Regions from separate parts of the Mus musculus genome. Here region 2 is linked to region 1. A link is a contact called in public Hi-C data. All regions are on one chromosome and are shown on one strand. Each heading gives the region's core, a stretch centred on a gene start, on an enhancer-like site or on the middle of the called end of the contact. The rest is flanking DNA. Distances are from core to core; before and after follow the strand shown.

Region 1 (3,761 bases), core at 75-2,574:
TATAAACCTACCTACCTCAGTTAAATGAAAAAGCTTTGGTAAGATATATTTAAACCATCAACACACCACTTAGATTTATAATCTGTGCAATAGTATAAAAATAGCTTATGATAAAATGCACGTGGGGGTACATATGAAATGAAAACTAATTTTACTTCAAATTTTCACATTCCTAAGTTTAACATACCTGTGGATGGGAAAGCATGTCCAAACTCCAGGAACAAATTTTTCCATCAGTAGAGATGCTAATCAGATTGTGAGCATTTTGTGTTCCAACAACATTTACACAGTAGACAGGGTGCTAAAGACATAAAACAGTTTTCAGAGGTTATTTACAAACAAACAATAACAAAACCCAGAAAAAAATTAGTCTAATTACGGGTATTCCAATTCCTATCAAAACAGGTTTGTTAACCTGCCAGCTTTTGTTCTGTTGCTCTTGGGAGGTGAACCCAGGACCCTGAGCACTGCTAGGACAGCAGCCCATCACTGACTTAGCTTTAATATGAAGTGTGTTGCTATTCTGTTCATTGATAAGAGGTTGTCTTAGAAAACAGAGGACTTTGTGATATATGCACCCTACACATACAAGGAAGCGTATCGAAGTCACTCTCCTAGGACTATATCGTCAGTGGTGAAGGCCAACGGAAGTCTAGGGAAATAACTAGTTACTTACTGTGTGTGCAGCAGCTGACAGCGGCGTTCTCTGGACAGGAGTTCTTTTATTGCTGCGGTTATCCCAAAGCACAATCTGGCCTGAATATGTACCTCCAACAACAAGATTCGGATGAAATTTTGCAAATGTAGCAGACATTACAGCTGACTGCAAAAACGCAGAATTTTTGTATTTAAGATTTAAGTGAGGAAAGTCTGACGAATTAGAAAAACAAATCTATCGGAAATATTTACCTATTACTTAAGGTATTAGAAGTTTTAAAAACAATCTACTCTATTTGAATATTGTAAGAAAAAACTATAGTAGTTTTTGTTCAAAAGTCAAATGTGATCTTTATATGTTTACATGGTTATCAAACAAAATAAAACTTGCTTCAATCAATTTCAGTTTTTAAAGCAAAGTTGGCCTGTGACTGACCTCTAACTATAATATGACAGTAAAGAATATATTAGTTTTGATTTGAAGTATTTATTTTGAATTATGACACTATTAAGATTTTAACTCATACAATCAGTAAGAGTCACAAATTTTAAGTTTTGCTAAATCCACTTTAAAAAAAACTACATCTACTTCCTACTTCAACCACATGTTTTTACTTAAAACTATTTAGTTGCAACTCCTCCGGCCATGACTAAGAGATTCAGGGGCTGAGGTCTAATTATATATTCTGTAGTAAGTCCCACTTCCTGTGAGAACAACGCATTCCAGAAGACTGTCTATATGGTCAATCACAGTAACAGAAAGTCAAAACTGCAACGGACTTTAGGTGTGCTTAACCATGATAAGAGATATTAGAAAAGCTAAAAAGGGCAGATCATACTGAACTAAGAGTGCTCAGCTTTGTGTGTGACAGCTGTTTGCAAATATGGTGTGGTTCAGTAAACGCCAGTCCAATGAAATCATGTTGATGGGAAAAGGAAAAAGGCACTTGTCTAAATTCATGAATGAATCCTTAAACATGGGAAGACAGCTGAAGGACGACCTTACCTGGCAGTGGAACACATACTCTGGGGTAGTTTTTTTGTACTTCATATTCCACACGAGGGCCACACCATCAGGCTCATGAGGAGCCTCTTCATTGTTATTATAGGAAGCCACAAGTAATTCTGGATACTGCTCACAAGAATCAAGAAGGAAAAGAAAAGTACGAATAGTAAGAACTATTTTATGTTCTTAACTATCTATCAAGTTGTTCTGAAAATTATCTTCATAGTTACACTCACCAAGATGCTAGTCTAATTTTAAATTAGCACAATTTAACATTTAAAATGTTTAATTTTTATACAAGTGGTTAGTGGATAATTAAATTAGCAAAATTGAGTTTGAACATAAAGTCCTGAATTTCAAATCTAAAAGCAGTTCCAATTTTTCCTTCTAAGGTACGCGAGTCAATGTGACAATGGCAACGTCAGAAACACCACCCAGTATTATTTATTTAACGTGACATACACTGATTTAATTACAAGAAGTCTTATAACCAAAATAAAACTATATGCTAATTAGAATTAAAAAGTGAGTTATAACAACTGATTTTTTTATACTTACCTGGGATGACCAATCCAAACAACTAACAACTCGATGCTTTGACCAACGCTCATCAAAGAACTGTCGATTTAATGACAGCTTAGCACCTGCTTGAATCTCCCTACAGGAAAAGATCACCCCCCCCAGAAAAGACAGCATTATAACTTGTGTCATTCTTAATATTAACATACTTTTAAGGCTGCAGAAGCTATGACCTTAAGAACTAAATATTACCCTTCTTTGTCTTCCAAGTCTCTCCCACTGTAGTCAAAGAAGATGTTAATCTGCTCAGAAAGGGCTCTTTCTACAATTCTCGTAGAATGGTCAAAGAAACTTAAAAATTCTTCTGAGTGTAAAATCTGTTGCTTTTCTTCTTCAGTTAGTTCATGAGGTGGAGCTGGAAAAAGAGTTTGTCTTTGTTTTTAAAGTATGATTTAGGCCAATTAAATCCTGTCAACTCACTATTATAATATGGTTCAAGAAATGCCACATATTCTTTTGAAATGAAACTCACCTCTGATTTAGAGCATTTTACTCTACTTTAACTCATAAATAATAAAACAAGTTTAAAAAGAACTCAGCAAAACAGAAATAAAACAAAAATTCCTTAAGTATGTTAAGGTACCTTTGCTATCATTCTCTTCGTCTTTTTTCAAAGTTTTCTCTTCTTCAGGTTCAACAGGAGGTTTAGGAGTTGCTACATCATCTTCCTCCTCCTCATCTGAACAATAAACAAAGACTAGCTTAATACAGACAGCTGTAGATTGACTCTGAGGCAGTATCTCAGAGGCATCACAACTCTCCCAAGGTGAAGCACTTGTAAAGACAGCCACAAACAGTGGAATTTTACCAGCACCAACTTAAAGAATGAAAGGGAAACTTGAATTTTAAGATACCTGTGGTACCTCATCAAGGGTTATCCTATTCTGTAGCCATGTGAAGCACGAGTGAGCTATAAGAAGGATGAGCTCCTCATGGAGTCTGAGCTTACAAGCATTACTATTCTAGACAGAACAACATGCGACTCCTCCACAGTTCTGTGGAGCATGCTGACACATTAATGCGGCAGAATGAAGAAAATCAAATGTCTAAAACAGCCCACAGAGCTGGATGCTTCCTTGTGATCTGAAACCATCAGTGTCTGATGGGTCTTCCTGGGACATAACGATGCTTACATTAACTCTCAGGTTGCTATTTGAGAGGCAGATTCTAAAGATAATAGCTTTGAGATCACATTTTCTATTCTGTCATTTTAAATGCGAGTCTCATTATCTATCACTGTGTGATGTGCAATAAGCACTTAACACAGTTTTCTTTAATTTTAATAAAAATAAATGAAGATATACAATGTTTATAAGACTTTTAAAAATTATCAAATCTCATGAATCCCCAAACTAGTATAAACTTGAAATAATTTATTTAAAAATGTTACAGGACATATAGGTTATATAATCCTGTCTACCATCTCTTTTTGCTACAAACTAAGGTAGAAATCATAAAAAGGGGGGACGGGGGAAGCATGTATTTTTCTTGCCCACATACATCTTAGTTGTGTATCAGG
Region 2 (3,457 bases), core at 906-3,405, 330 kb before region 1:
GCAAAGGCTAATGGGAGGGGAGAGGGGAGAGAAAGAATGTGCAATTCAGATAACAAGTGACAACAATAACTCCCCAGAGGAATCCTGGGTCAAGCTGGGCATCTTAGGTAGGGCTCTAGAAGGTGCTGAGGTCACAGAGCCTCAGAGACCTCACTTGCATGTGAGGGATTGCTAGACAGCATCTATTGAGATGTGAGGACTGAAGTTTACAGTGGTTTCTCACTCTGAGACTTAGGTTTTACAGATGGGTGGGGCTAAAGTATAGAAGCTGGAAGGAACTGGAGTGGATCTGCTTCTTCCAAAAAAAAAAGTGCATGAAGATAGGGCAGGAAAGACAGCTCAGCAGCTAAGAACAGGACAGAGCCTGTATCATCCTGATTGGACTTTTAGCCTGCAAATGTGTGAACTGAATAAACCTCTTTTCTTTATAAAGGTAGCCTGCCTCTGGTATTTCATTATACTAATTGCAAAATGAATTAACAGAATTATTTTTGCAACCCCTAAACGATCAAAAGCCCAACAGAAATGCAAAGGACATTAACCATCGAGTTCGAAAAGCCTCAATAAGATGTTTTTAAAGATGCAAATGAAAACATGAGAGCCCTAATTTTAGTTTTATATCTCGGAAAATTTTTTAAAGCTTGGTAAAGCTAGAGTTAGTATTATAGGATGGGGGTGGGAAGTAGTCTGGAGGGTAACTGGTAAAGACCTGTAAAGGCTTAAATGCATGTATTCTTTAAGGCGACAATTAAACTTTTAGAAACGTTTCCTATAGAGGCAGATGCACACTCAAGTCACAGGCACAGATGTTCACAGCAGAATTGTTCGTAATAGCAAAAGGCTGGGGGCAAACTCAATATCCTTCAATCAGGGATTGATTGAATAATTATAGGTTCCTGGTATAAAAGAACACCAGGCAGCCACTCCTAAAGGATGCAGTGTCTACACACGTGCCTGTGAAGCCATCTCCAAGATCCTTGATGGGGTAGGAGCGTGTCAAGGATGACGACGAGATTTGATGGTGAGGAGGGTTTTTTTGTTTTTTGTTTTTGTTTTGTTTTTAAGGCTACAAACTTGATCTGGGAGAAAACCAGAGGAAGTGTGCAGACACAGTGGAGGTCTGGCTAAAGAGGAAAGCTATTCACTTCTCTGCCTCGTGCATTCTATTTTCCATTTTAACATCAGTGTGTGTGTGTGTGTGTGTGTGTGTGTGTGTGTGTGTGTATGTGTGTCTGTGTGTGTGTATGTGTCTGTGTGTGTGTCTGTGTGTCGTGTGTCTCTGTGTGTGTCTGTCTGTCTGTGTGTGTGTTTCTGTGTGTGTATGTGTGTGTCTGTGTGTGTGTGTTTGTGTGTGTTCCCACAGAGAGGTCAAAGGATAACTTTCCTGGAATGGTTCTGCACTTCCACTGTGTGGGTTTGGGGAATTAGCTAAGGTTGTCAGGGTTGACTACACTGTGTCTTTACCCACAGAGCCAGCCTCCAGCCTTCGAATCCCCATTTTAATAACAAGCTAATTGGACTGGAGAGATGGCTCAGTGATTAAGAGCACTTGCTGTTTTTGCAGAGGGCCTGGGTTCAGAGCCCAGCACCTAAATGGTGGCTCACAACCAACTTCAAGTTCTGTTCTAGGCGATCCAACACCTCTTCTAGCACCAGGCGTGTACATGGTGCACAGGCATGCATGCAGGCAAAACATGCATACACATAAGTTGAAAGAAATTAATCTAAAAGAAAAAATAGCTAATTAAAAATATTTAATAAACATTACGTTAAGATTGTAGAGGTCTGTGGTATTTTAGACTCTATGCCCCATTCAAGCAATGACAACGCATGGAAAATTAAATGATGGGGGCTCACCATGGAGGAACGAAGCTAGGGAAATGTATCTAACAAAATACAAGTGTCAGCATATGATAAACCGCAGACAGAGCAATGGCGCAGAGCCGCCCTGTGCCCACTCTGGAAAGGAGCGCGCCCAAGACCACGCGCTTTCAGGGCGCACGCAGGATCCTCGGAGCCATTTCTCCTTCCGATCCATGAGAGACCCCACGGTGTCCCTAACGGTGACGCGAGTGGGTCCCGCGGGCTGGAGCGGTGCAGCCGCTGGGACCCGCGGTCCCATCCGCAGGCTTTGCGGTGGCTGCCCCGCCCTCCCCATCCGGCCCGGGTCAGGCTCTTTCCCGAGGCCACAGTGCGACCCAGCGGGCCGCGGGGAAACTGCGCCCGCCGCCGGGGACACCGGGAGCCGCCGGCGGAGAGTATTTGCCAAATCAACGTTGCCAGATCTGATTATCTTTCTTGCTTTCTCACATCTGATGATGTGGCTGAAAACGAAAGTTCTGGGACGTTCTGGTGACTTGGGGAGGGGGGTGGGGTGGAGGTTCTGGTTTACAGTTTTCACACTTTTGATAGTTTGGGAGCCCAAAGAAGGAACCCTGGCTTTCCTCTCAAGGGTGATTCTGACAATCATGCAAAATCTATTTATAATCGCGCAAGCCGACTCAACCTAAAGCTGCCTGCTTCTGCATTTAGCCTCTTGTACAGACAGAAGCGACCCTGAGTTGAGGAAACAGAAAACAGAAGTAATGGGTCAACCGCAGCACTCACACTCAGATTTTACATTTATTGTTGATTGAACATTAAATGGCTAATACTGTGTATATAATGCTGCGCCCTTGTCCAACGTACCAGTGATGCGCAATGGATGCCCCACCATTGGTTAGTTCAGTCCCTATTATATATAATGATATGTTATATATAATGTATAATATGCATCATATAATATCTGTAATTATATAAATATTTATATAATATAGATGTAATATTATAATATATTAGATAAATATATATAATAGATAATAGAGTAAAAACATATTTTACAAGGGAAAATACCCTCAGAATGTAAGATTCAGTTTGAGGTGTTGGTGGCCAACTTAAAAATATAAGTAGCTTCCTTCTTAGAAGTGGGACTCAAAATACCCATTGGAGGAGATACAGAGACAAAGTGTGGAGCAGAAACTGAAAGAAACGCCATCCAGAGAATGTCCCACATGGGGATTCATCCCATATACAGTCAACACACCCAGACATTACTGTGGATGCCAACAAGTGCTTGCTGACAGGAGCCTGATATAGCTGTCTCCTGAGAGGCTCTGCCAGTACCTGGCAAATACAGAAGTGGAGGCTCACAGCCATCCATTGGACTGACCACAGGGTCCCTAATGGAGGAGCTAGAGAAAGGACCCAAGGAGCTGAAGGGGTTTGCAGCCCCATAGAAGGAACAACAATATGAACTAACCAGAAACTCCAGGGCTCCCTGGGACTAAACCAGCAACCAAAGAAAACACATGGAAGGACCCATGGCTCCAGCTGCATATGTAGCAGAGGATGGCCTTGTGGGACATCAATGAGAGGAGAGGTCCTTGGTCTTGTGAAGGCTTGATGCCTCAGTGTAGGG

The links. A called contact is a pair of places that touch in the nucleus more often than the background predicts.
Region 2: a contact with region 1 is called in a Hi-C map of the HPC-7 cell line, with 2.3 times the contacts expected there. The contact joins two enhancer-like sites. A contact is called at or near these places in 4 of 484 Hi-C or Micro-C datasets (the G1E-ER4 cell line, the HPC-7 cell line, the P5424 cell line and 1 more) and 1 of 115 datasets of contacts at active chromatin or transcription factors (embryonic basal ganglia).

The regions. Positions count from the first base shown.
Region 1 is chr2:71,245,849-71,249,609 of GRCm38.p6, reverse strand. Dync1i2 (dynein cytoplasmic 1 intermediate chain 2) reads right to left here. Exons shown (of 16, transcript NM_010064.4): 6 at 2,826-2,921; 7 at 2,435-2,597; 8 at 2,222-2,321; 9 at 1,664-1,789; 10 at 677-823; 11 at 188-301. Among named protein-coding and RNA genes, the nearest start is that of Dync1i2, 36 kb to the right of the region's middle. Within about 2 kb of position 1,324, at least 9 of the 459 cell types and tissues checked have an H3K27ac peak or open chromatin away from gene starts, as enhancers often do. A contact at or near this core is called in the HPC-7 cell line, where this site is marked.
Region 2 is chr2:71,579,884-71,583,340 of GRCm38.p6, reverse strand. No RefSeq gene overlaps it. Among named protein-coding and RNA genes, the nearest start is that of Gm36857, 9.7 kb to the left of the region's middle. Within about 2 kb of position 2,155, at least 176 of the 459 cell types and tissues checked have an H3K27ac peak or open chromatin away from gene starts, as enhancers often do. A contact at or near this core is called in the HPC-7 cell line, where this site is marked.